Regions from separate parts of the Mus musculus genome. Here all the other regions are linked to region 4. Evidence: chromatin contacts called from public promoter capture Hi-C data. All regions are on one chromosome and are shown on one strand. The core of a region is the stretch at or near the end of the contact, and the rest is flanking DNA. Distances in the headings are between cores, read along the strand shown.

The links. Promoter capture Hi-C pulls out the DNA fragments that hold promoters and counts their contacts. Capture Hi-C pulls out chosen DNA fragments and counts their contacts.
Region 1: a promoter capture Hi-C map of liver shows a contact between it and region 4. The contact joins the promoter of Get1 here to the promoter of Setd4 in region 4. A contact is called at or near these places in 1 of 39 promoter capture datasets (embryonic stem cells) and 1 of 9 other capture datasets (liver).
Region 2: a contact with region 4 is called in a promoter capture Hi-C map of liver, with 3 times the contacts expected there. The contact joins the promoter of Ifnar1 here to the promoter of Setd4 in region 4. A contact is called at or near these places in 2 of 39 promoter capture datasets (liver and pre-B cells) and 1 of 9 other capture datasets (adipose tissue).
Region 3: a contact with region 4 is called in a promoter capture Hi-C map of liver, with 2.5 times the contacts expected there. The contact joins the promoter of Urb1 here to the promoter of Setd4 in region 4. A contact is called at or near these places in 1 of 39 promoter capture datasets (pre-B cells) and 2 of 9 other capture datasets (adipose tissue and liver).

The regions. Positions count from the first base shown.
Region 1 is chr16:96,144,124-96,146,823 of GRCm38.p6, forward strand. It overlaps Get1 (guided entry of tail-anchored proteins factor 1), which reads left to right and starts at 1,277. Exons shown (of 5, transcript NM_207301.3): 1 at 1,277-1,455. The coding sequence starts at 1,354.
Region 2 is chr16:91,483,808-91,486,507 of GRCm38.p6, forward strand. It overlaps Ifnar1 (interferon (alpha and beta) receptor 1), which reads left to right and starts at 1,408. Exons shown (of 11, transcript NM_010508.2): 1 at 1,408-1,609. The coding sequence starts at 1,537.
Region 3 is chr16:90,809,136-90,811,835 of GRCm38.p6, forward strand. Urb1 (URB1 ribosome biogenesis 1 homolog (S. cerevisiae)) reads right to left here and starts at 1,278. Exons shown (of 39, transcript NM_029497.1): 1 at 1,064-1,278. The coding sequence starts at 1,205.
Region 4 is chr16:93,602,542-93,605,241 of GRCm38.p6, forward strand. It overlaps Setd4 (SET domain containing 4), which reads right to left and starts at 1,274. Exons shown (of 12, transcript NM_145482.3): 1 at 1,025-1,274; 2 at 596-670.

The DNA.
Region 1 (2,700 bases), core at 27-2,526, 2.5 Mb after region 4:
GAGCAAGCAGGTGTGTGTGTGTGTGTGTGTGTGTGTGTGTGTGTGTGTGTGTGTATGTGTCAAGGTGGGTTTGTGGGGAGGGAGACTTAGACACACTGCCATAATTTCTCACGAGGCTGCTCTTCCTTAATCTATCTAAAACCTCAGCGTGGAGAGAGAGCACCTGGCAGTCTGTCTACAGTCCAGTTGGAAGGGAAGGTTATGGAGTGGCAGTCTCCTAGTCAGCGTGCCCTTTCGTTGAGATAATTCATCCCACCGCTGCTGGTAGAAACACAGGCAGTGTTTCTAGAAGTAACCCGTTCTCTGACTAACGTGGCAGAAAAGACAGCCAACTATCTTCCACTTTATTCCCCATATACAAGTGAGCCGCGGTTCTTTTGTTATGAATACTCATCATTGCCTAAATTTAGATAATTTTATTAAAAGCTCACTGTAAACTTTTTCTTTGTGCGTGCTGAGCATGGCTGGTACCTAAGACTTCCCACATGCTTGGCAAGTCTCTACCAGTCACTATGTGATGTCTTTTGATGAATAAACTTATCTTTTAGGGTGACGATTTTCTACATTGTTCGTGTTTATTAGTGCTTAGTTTTAAAATGTAGTCGAACCATTTTACATGCGACAACGGTTTAGGAAACAGTTTCAGTTACCATCTATGATAAAGTAACTTTCTATTCATGCAGAGGCTTATCCTAAAATAAATTTATTTAAGAATAAAAGTGAGAGGGCTGGTGAGATGGCTCAGTGGGTAAGAGCACCCGACTGCTCTTCCGAAGGTCAGGAGTTCAAATCCCAGCAACCACATGGTGGCTCACAACCATCAGTAATGAGATCTGACTCCCTCTTCTGGAGTGTCTGAGGACAGCTACAGTGTACTTACAATAAATAAATAAATCTTTAAAAAAAATTCATATACATAAAAAAGAATAAAAGTGCGTTAGTTAACTCAGTAAGAACGTAAATAGTTTTCGGTTACTACAAGCAATCACAGTTTGCCAAAACCTGTTTAGCCTCCCGAAGTGGGCTATCACCCGGCTACGGAAGCCGGGAAGGCGAAAGGCGAAAATGGCTGCTAAGTAACATCCCATGCTGCCCCCTAGAGGAGGTGTAGCGTGCGTGCACCGCGGCCCGACGTGTAGCCCTAGCCGTGGCGCGCCGGCGCAGGCGCAGTTGACGACGCCGTCTCCCTGGTGCTGCCATAGCGGAACAGGACTGCAGTGCGCAGGCGCAGTTGACGACGCTGCTCCCAGGCGCTGCCGTAGCGGAGCAGGGCTGCAGTGCGCAGGCGTAGGCGAGCGCGGAGGCGCGGTCACCATGGCGCTGTCGTAGCGGTGCAGGTGCCTGGGATCCAGCATGAGCGCGTCCGAGACGGACCGCTGGGCGTGGCTGCTGGTGTTGAGCTTCGTGTTCGGGTGTAACTTGCTGCGCATCCTCCTGCCGTCCCTGTCCTCGTTTGTAAGTAGCTGCCGGGGGCGGGGAGCGGCCGAGCGCGGGGCCTTGCGCGGTCCATGCTGCAAGCTCTCTTCCTCCAGGTGCCTCCGAGCTTCTCACAGATCGCGAGGTTGCAACCAGCTCTGGAGGGTGGGAGGTCCCAAGCCACGCTTCGCGACAGAGGAGCAGCCCCGGCCCAGCATCCTCACAGGTGCCTGGCTCCGGAGCGGCTGATCCCCGGCTACAGGGAGCCCCCTTCTGTTCTGTCCGTGGGAACAAGGAACACTACAGAGCAATCTAAACAGGCCATACCGTTCTTGCACATTCAGGTTTCTGTTTATGTATGGGGGGTGTTTTTCCTGCGTGTGTATCTGTGCACTGTGTGCTTTCATTGCCAGCAGAGTCCAGAAGAGAGCGCTGGATGCTCTGGAATTGGAGTTACAGACATTAGTTATCTGCCACGTGGGTCCTGGGAACAGAACCCAGGCCCTCTATAGTAGTATCCAGTGCTCTTATCCACTGAGCCATCTCCAGCCCCAACATACTTTCCATATTTTACTCATGCCTGTATAATGAAGTCTGCACACAGTTCTCCAAAGGACTGGATGCAGAAAGGTTTAGAAGGACTTTTCTGTGTACTGGAAGAGGGATTGGGGACTACTAACTGGGGATGGATGTCCCCACACTCAATGACCTGTCTGCAAAGTTCTCTTCATCTGTCCTGCTATCTGTAGCCTTTAAACCATTTAAAAAAAACTATTTGTTATGTGAGAGTTTCGCTTGCATGTATGTAAGTGCATCACACGTATGCAGTGCTTTTGAGTCCAGAAGGGGCATTGATTCCCTGACACTGGAGTCAAGGACTCCATGTGAGCCACTATGTGAGTGTGCTCTTGACCACTGAGCTATCTCTCCACCCTCTTAATCTGTAGCCATTAAAGATTTTATGTGTGTGTGTGTGTGTGTGTGTTCTGAGTGTATGTATATGCACCATGTGAACGAGGTTGCCTGAGGAGGCCAGAAGAGGCAGTCACATTCTCTGGAACTGACTTATAGATGGTGTGAGCAGCCACATGCATGCTGGGAACTGAACCTGGATCCTCTGAAAGAGCCACAAGTGTGCTTAACCCCCAACACATCTCTCTAACCTGTATCTATAGCCTTGGAAAACATGTTCTGTAATAAACCAGTGGGCAAGATTTTTGCTCTGAGTTTCGTGAGCTGGTCTAGCAAATTGGTGAAGCCTGAAGAGGGGTCAAGGGAACTCTG
Region 2 (2,700 bases), core at 158-2,657, 2.1 Mb before region 4:
TATCTGTGCATCACACAGGCTACAGGATGGGCAAAAAGCCTGTCCAGCTATACCTCAGACAAGGCTCTGATATCTCAAATTCATAAAGAACTTCAGAAAATAAGGAAATGAATCTACCAGGAACAAATGGCCCAATAAATCGAACACAGTTTTCAAACGCTGAAATATGCACCCAGTAACTATCTTTAAAGAACTTAATGTCCTGAGCCACCAGCAAAATGCACACTGACACTGCTTTGCCATTCTACCCCACCCTAGTCAGAATGGCTGACAAGAAATCTGACGAATGATGGTGAGGAAGCAGAGAGGAACTCTTTTTTTTTTTTTTGAGACAGGGTTTGTGTGTGGAGCCTTGGCTGTCCTGGAACTCACTCTCTAGTCCAGGCTGGCCTCGAACTCAGAAACCGCCTGCCTCTGCCTCCCAAGTGCTGGGATTAAAGGCATGTGCCACCACGCCCGGCATAACAAATAAGTTTCTTACTTTTTTTTTTTTTTTTTTCTTTTTTTGGTTTTTCGTGACAGGGTTTCTCTGTATAGGCCTGGCTGTCCTGGAGCTCACTTTGTAGACCAGGCTGGCCTCGAACTCAGAAATCCGCCTGCCTCCGCCTCCCGAGTGCTGGGATTAAAGGCGTGCGCCACCACGCCCGGCCCAACAAATAAGTTTCTTTATAAGATAGTAATCAGACAGAGACGGAGTTAAGGGGGTAGAGAGAGGGCTCAGTGGTTTAAGGGCACGTGCAGAGGACTGGCGTACAAACATGGTAGCTCGGAAGATCAGTAACTTTAATACCAGGGTATCTGCGCTCTACTGGCCTCCATGGGTACCAGGCACGCATATATGTACGGTGCACATATATGCATGCATGCATGCATGCAAAACACTCATACACATAAAACCAGCCTAAAACCACATTATTAGACAAAAGATCCAAACGCTGCATAATTCAAAACCCAAAGATTGAGCGAGTCACAACAGCAAACCATCCCACAAAATCAGGGAATCAAGTATAAAGATCTTGTGCAGTTGAGATAAAAGTGTTGCCGGCGCCTTCCAGGTCCCAGAGTCATTTGATCCACGGCCTCCAGGGATCCCCACACCAGGATTCGAGCCAGTGGACTAGTAACCCCCGGGGCAACGCCTCCGAACCCCCTCCGGACAAAAACAGGAAGCTGAGCCCGGAAGGAGGAGGGGCTGCGCAGGCGCACTGACTGCACCCCGCTTTCCTCTCAGGAGTCTAAGGACAATGCTGGGCAGTCTTTCCGGAAGTGGGGGCGGAGCGTGGCAGGGACCTCAAAGTCCCCAGGCCTTGACTGGACCGCGCCCGGTACTTTCCGAGCCGCTTGCTCGCGGAGAGAGCGTGGCGTCAGCGGAGAAGCTGTGCTGGGTGGAGGGGCGGGGGCGTTCACGGAAGGGGCGGGGCGCTGGAGGGGGCGGGGCGTCGCGGAGGGCCTAGCTGCCCAGAGGTAGTCTCCAGCTCCGCGGTGCTGCTGAGGAGAAGGAGGAGAATGTGAGCCGCCGCCCGGCCTCCCAAGACGATGCTCGCTGTCGTGGGCGCGGCGGCCCTGGTGCTGGTGGCCGGGGCGCCTTGGGTGCTACCCTCAGCTGCAGGTGAGCCGAGGGGCCTGTGCGAGGGCCGGGCACCATGGAGGGAGAGCTGGGCGCGGGTGACCAGAGTCCGCGACGCCCGCCCCCTGCGCCGCTCTTCAGCCTGAGGACGCTACCCGGGCCGAGCCTCAGGGCTGCTGGTGGGCGGGAGACCAGACAGCAGCAGAAATGCGCTCCCAGCCTAGTGCGGTTTGTCCCGGGCTGAGAGGAGTGAGGTGAGAGGCCCCCTAACCGGCCCGAAGTCAAAACCAGGAAACCACTGGGCTAGTTACATCGGGAGAATGCCCACTAAGGGGAGAGACAAGAGTTTTCATAGTGATGTGAGGAACCTAAAAAAGACGACCTAGCCTCACTCCTGGAGGAAAGTTCTGATTCCTCTTAGAAATCTGTATATCTGGGAAGTAAGTGATTGCCCCAAGTCTCACCCCGAAGATGGCCCATTTCTGGCTAGACGTGCATGATGTACATGCAGGCAAAGTGGTCACACATATACAGTAAATCGGAAAAAGACTATTATGAACAGAATACTGTAACTGCTACAAATGCTCTTGGGTCTTTTGTTAATCTCATGAGCACATTTGCTGCTCTTTCTGCACAGAATCAGTAAATCCCAACAGTTGGACTGGAGATCAAGCTAAGAGGATACGGATAACAGGATAGAGTCAGTTTAGGGATGACATCAAAGACTCCGTTGGTGGTACTGGAAGTGTGGCTCAGTGGTAGTGTGCACTTAGCATAGACAGCACTGAGAAACTGACAACTCAGAGTGGGGAGACTTGATGGATAGCTCCTGGTGGCTGAAAAGAAAGAAATTCAGACATCTCAGATGCATCCTCTTACATAGGATGTAACTAGAGGCAGTTCTGTAACCCTCTGGAGTAGAAGCTTGACAGGCGACATGACATGATAGTCTGAGGCAGAAGTTTTCAAAACAGGAGATAACAGTGGAGCCAGACATAGCGTTAAAGGACACTTTTTAAAGTTAAAGCCTCGTTCGGGCTGGAGAGGCGGCTCACAGGTAAGAGCACTTATTGCTCTTGCAGAGGGACCTGGATTGGTTCCCAGCACACAGTTGGTGACTTGCAACCTTCCCT
Region 3 (2,700 bases), core at 28-2,527, 2.8 Mb before region 4:
AGGTCCCAGGCCCATTAGGCACAATGGATAGCTGGCTCCTTCTGGAAGACCCGTGACTATGTGACTTTGCTGGTCACCTGCTTTCCCAAACTATCAGATTTGCAATGGCAAGACCTGTGCCAGGGTTTTATTCGCCCATTACATCTCTACCTAACAAACAGCAACTGCAATTAAATATCGAATAAGTGTGTGGGGCGCTAAATTCTGTGCTAGCAAAGGTGTCATCTTCTAAGCAAACGACCAAGGCGAGGCACCAAACGTTTAAAAATAAAAATTGTAAGAAAAACATTAGCTGAGAATACTTTTTGAGTCAGGGTCTCACTATATAGTGTTTACCGAGTCCCCTGGCTTGAGTTAGCCCAGGGCAGTTCAGGGAGACGGACAGCTTACTCTTCTTTGGACTGGCAGCAGCAGCAGCAGTCAGGAGTGCTCTGCCAACATGACACTGTCAGGATGGCACCAATTCTATCCTTAATCTTCAAATATTTCTAATGTTGGAAGTCAAGGTGTACTTGGTCTGGCACTTTCTAAGAAGATAAGGCTGGCCTTCAACTGACAGAAATCCTCTTGCCTCTTCCTCCCTCTAAAGTGCTGAATTAAAGGCACGAACCATCAAGCCCTGCGATAGTTTATTAACTTTGTAGTTTTGTTAACCTAAGAGAAATATTTCGCTGTCTTGTTTTTACCACCGCGTTGACGTCTGAACATGGTAACATGTTCAACTGTGGTTCTCCTCACAACCAATGTACTCCTTGCACGATTAGAAGTCGTTGTGAAGTGGTGTCACACTCTGCAGCGAGTGAAATTAAATTACAGAATCTGGCCCCTCTCGGTTACCGGTCCGGACAATCCTAGTCACTCGATTTAGTTGTAGGTCCTTATGGAACTTGTTACACGTGACATCCCGCCATTATCAGGGTTGACAGTTGGTTACTATGGGAACGGCTACTGACAGCCCAAGCAAGCTATCTCACTGAACTATTCTTGACTAACTCCGAGCCGGGCTCCGAGGCGCCGCTGTGCCGGCTACTGCCCCGAAGCTGAGGAGTCCGCTCCCACTCACCCGGTCCTGGGCCCTGCGCATCCTTCAGCAGGGTCTTGAACCGCACGCCCGTGAACTCCTCCGCTCGCGTTCGCTTGACTGTGCCAGCGGGGGACGCCGCGCTGCTGGGACCCTCTGACGCCTTCCTCTTGGGGACCCCCATGGCCCAAACCACCGGGCCAGCAAAACGGCACCCTCGGAAAACCCACGCGACCGGAAGCACCGGCGGCAAGGAAGGGGCGGGACTGGAAGGAAAGGCGGAGCCTATGAGGGGAAGCCGGTAAAAGAGCCGGTCTTCGGGTGAGAAAGGGCGGAAGGGGCGGGGCCTGCTGAAGGGGGCGTGGAGAAGGTAGAACACCTGGGGGCGGGGCCTTCTGGGGCGTGTCTCTGGGTGGTGTGGGCGTGGCTTGGTGCTTGGGTGGGGCCTGTAGGGCCTGGGATTTCCCCAAGGGTTCTCTGGCTGTGCTCTGCCTGCAAAGAAAAATCACATACCCGCCCTTAGCTGCAACAATCTGGGGCAGATGGATCAAAATGCTTCCCCTGCTCCCGCAACTCCCTGAGCAGGAAGAACTCCCAGACCCACAAAGAGCAGCACAAAGAGCTCAGATATTTAAAAATCTCTGAGCATTTTAATGATATCCTTTGAACAACTTCATGAGATTGATACTTCCTCAGTTCAAGCCCCCTGCGTGTAAGTGTAAGCCGGGTGAATTCCCGAGGGCTTGACATCAGGTGGACTTACCTCTGAAAAGCCCTAGCTTGGGAATGTGGTCCAGAGTGTCCGTAACCCTGAATCCCCAGTTTTTGTCACAACCCTAGCCAGAAGGCCTAGGCTGGTTAGATGTCATTTCAAGTAACCTCCATCCACGCTTGCTTCCCCCAAACCTTGATGCACTCCTTCTGTGGTGCTGAAGGCCAGGGGCGATCAAAGAAAGCAAGCATTTAAGAAAACCTCCTTGGACAGTGCCCGCATCTCAGCACCCTCGTTAAAAAGGAGACAACAAAGCCGGCTCTCCCCAGTCCTGGGCTGGAGAACGGCAAGTAATGTAATGTTTAAAGAACTGCTTTAAGGGGACAGAGAGTACGATACAGTTTTTATTTGTTGTAAGCTGTTGATTTACAGGCTGCATTCAATGCTCTGGCAAAAATGTGGGAAAGTAAAAACAGTCAGTTGCATAATTAAAAAAAACAGATCTTATCAATATCTTGGTATGTATTTAAAATTCCAAACTAGCCTGTTAGTTGGGAAATCGATGGTTTCTGAAATTCTCTGTCATATTCTTCTAGTCTAATAAGGCACACTTTTGGAAGCAAGTATCTTTTAAGCATCTAAGAATGTGGTCCCTGTCACTCCTATGATTTTAGAGTCCCTAAGAGAAAAACAAACAAACAAACAACAACAACAACACTTGCCTTTGACTTTGAGCCTGTAGCCTACAGAAACAACTGCATCTGTGGGAATCCCTAGGTCCCGGGCCTGTCAGAAAAATGAAGATGACTAAAACCATGAATAATTTTGAGAGAAGAGGCTGAAGACCGACTTGTGACCAATTGCCCATGTTGACACTCACCAGGACCCAAACAAAAGGCAGCAAGAAGAAGGAAGAAACAGTCTAAAGCCTTGAGTTTAGCTTATGTGATGTTGGGGGAAATTATCA
Region 4 (2,700 bases), core at 24-2,523:
GAAAACGAAGGCAAAACATCTATGCACATAAAATAATAACTAATACAAAAAATACCCGGTCATTATGAAGCACCCATCAGTTCAAAAGTCTTAGAAAAAATAAATAAGCCCCACTCGGTGTAAAGTGGATTTTTAGCTCTAAAGGTCAGAATGATTAAAATGGGCATTCGCAGTAGACTAAAGAGAGCACAAGGCAGAGAGACCGGAAGACATAAAATGACTCCATTCCACATTAGCCTCTCAGAGGCCAAAAAGGAAAGATCCAGGAACAGACAAGAGTGTAGACCAACTGTAGAAACTAACAACAGAAACACAGGCAAGCGTCCTTGGAAGATACATGCTAACATTTAAAACCATACAAGAAATACTGAGTAACACTAAAGTTGAAGAAAATTCTAGTTTAAAAGATAGGGGCGGGGAGTGGGCAGCTGGAGAGATAGCTCCGGGGTTAAGAGCGCAAGGGGCTCCTGCAGATCAGGGTTCAGTTCCTAGCACCCGTATGTGTAACTCCACTGCCTGGGGATCCAATGTCCTCTTCTAGCCTCTCTATACACTGCAAGCGTGTGGTGCGTAGACATACCTGTAGGCAACTTACCTTTATACATAAGATAAACCCCTTTGGGTCCTGCCTCTGGGTAAAAAGAATGCCAGGACTCTGTAACAAAACGCCCTAGAGAACATTATATGAAAGCATTCTTTTTTTTTTTTTTTTTTTTTTTTGGTTTTTCGAGACAGGGTTTCTCTGTGTAGCCCTGGCTGTCCTGGAACTCACTCTGTAGACCAGGCTGGCCTTGAACTCAGAAATCTGCCTGCCTCTGCCTCCCAAGTGCTGGGATTAAAGGCGTGCGCCACCACGTCCAGCATTCTTAACAGCCTTTACTACTTCCATCCTACCCTGTACCGTACTAAAGTGACATCCATCTAACATGTGCCAAACCAGTGGAAATGATTTTAAAATCTACTCTAAAAATAAAGGAGGGCAGGAAAGGACCGCCCACCAAGCCGCCCAGGTAGTTTAATCTACCTCGGCAGCAAGACTTGCTTTACGAGTCAGTCTGGAGCCAGGCACCAGGTCCGTCCTGGAGCCCACGTGTGGTGCACAAGGACGCGCAGTTCCACCGCAGCCCTGCCCCCTGCTTGCCACCGGGGCCTCAGTGATGGCCACACGCCACAGCGCCGTCCTGGCTCGCAGTCCTGGACGGACCGGACATCAATCAATCCATGCCACCCGCACCAGCGAACCAACCCAGGCCCGCTGGCCGCACACCACGCCTGCGCAGTAGTCGCTCTGGTCCTGACTTCCGTTCCGGGAGAGGTTCCACACGCGCAGAGGAAATTGGGGTCTGGAGCTACACAGAACTCAAAAAAGCCAACGGAACCCCGCTCCCGTTGCCCAGGCAACGCCAGGCCCACCGGAAGTGCTCCTGCTTACCTTAGAAACCGCGGCGAAGCCGGGGTACGGACGCAGACCGCTCCACCAGCTACGGAGAAAGCGGCTGCGGTGCGGCGAGCCTACGCCTCTGGCACGCGCATGCGCAACTCCCAGGCCTCCACAGCTACGCCATAACGCGATGAGCATAGCTGCTGACCCATGCTCCAAATAGCCAACGGGAAGTCTTTCCTCACCGTGTCCTTTCTTCCTCCGACTTCCTGCCCCCTCCACCAGACTGGCTTACCTGATCCCCACCTTGCCCTGCCCTCCAGCTGCCAGGACCCAGGCGGTCCATTCTCCCAGACAGCCTGTCCCCCGCCTTTCCTCTTATCCACTATGAAGGCATTTCTGTCTTGTCCCAAGACTGTTACTGGAACTGTTAGGGTCAGAGTAAAAGTACGAATTAGGATTATGGGAAGAAATAAAAAGAGAGAGAGAGAGAGAATTTAGACGTCCTCAAACAGCGAGGAGCAAGCTTTACTCAAAGAAGTGGGTTTTCTAGTTCTAGCTCTGCATGTCGCGATCCAAGCACGGGACTTTGTCACATAAAGACCAGAGGTCAGGAAAAGGCACATTTCATGCTTTAAGCTGGAGTTTTTGTAGCTAAGGATGTGGAAGGGAGAAAGGGACAGAATGAGAAAGCTGGGTTCTGACACTACAGCGCCTGTTGTACGTTTTTGCAACCACTGCCACTGGGATAGATATCTGATGTGTTAGAATGTCAGGTCGCGTCTTAACAGCATACTAGGCCAAAACAGTTCCACGTGGAAGAGGTTTTATTGAGAGAGAGGGACGAGGTGGCGGCGGAAAGAGAAAAGAGGGAGTGACAGAGGGGGCGTTCTCCTTATTTATATGGAAAATGACGTAATGAAGGTAAAGGTGGGAGGTGAGCCAAGTGGATGCTGGGAATATGCTGCAGGTCGCGCTGTCGCCTATGTGATGTCATAGGTTTGGGAGGTCCTGATGCTAACAATATCAGCTACTTTTTATTTCTGCAATCTCTGAATCGCTACGTTTGAATTCAATTTCAGGGTCTTGATTGGGAGGGGGGGTCGCGGGGGGGGGGTGCGGTGTTTGTTCCAGATCCTTTATATGCAAAGGATAGGGGCGACTGTTTCTGTCTACCTAGTTCCTGCTGGCAGGGAGCATCATTTTCTAGGGGTTTGATCTGGCATGACTCTAAAAGAAGTACTGTTTTGGCTTTGATTTGTATGAATAACTGAGTAATGTCAGTGAAACGATCCAAGAGAAACTTCTGTTAAAAAAAC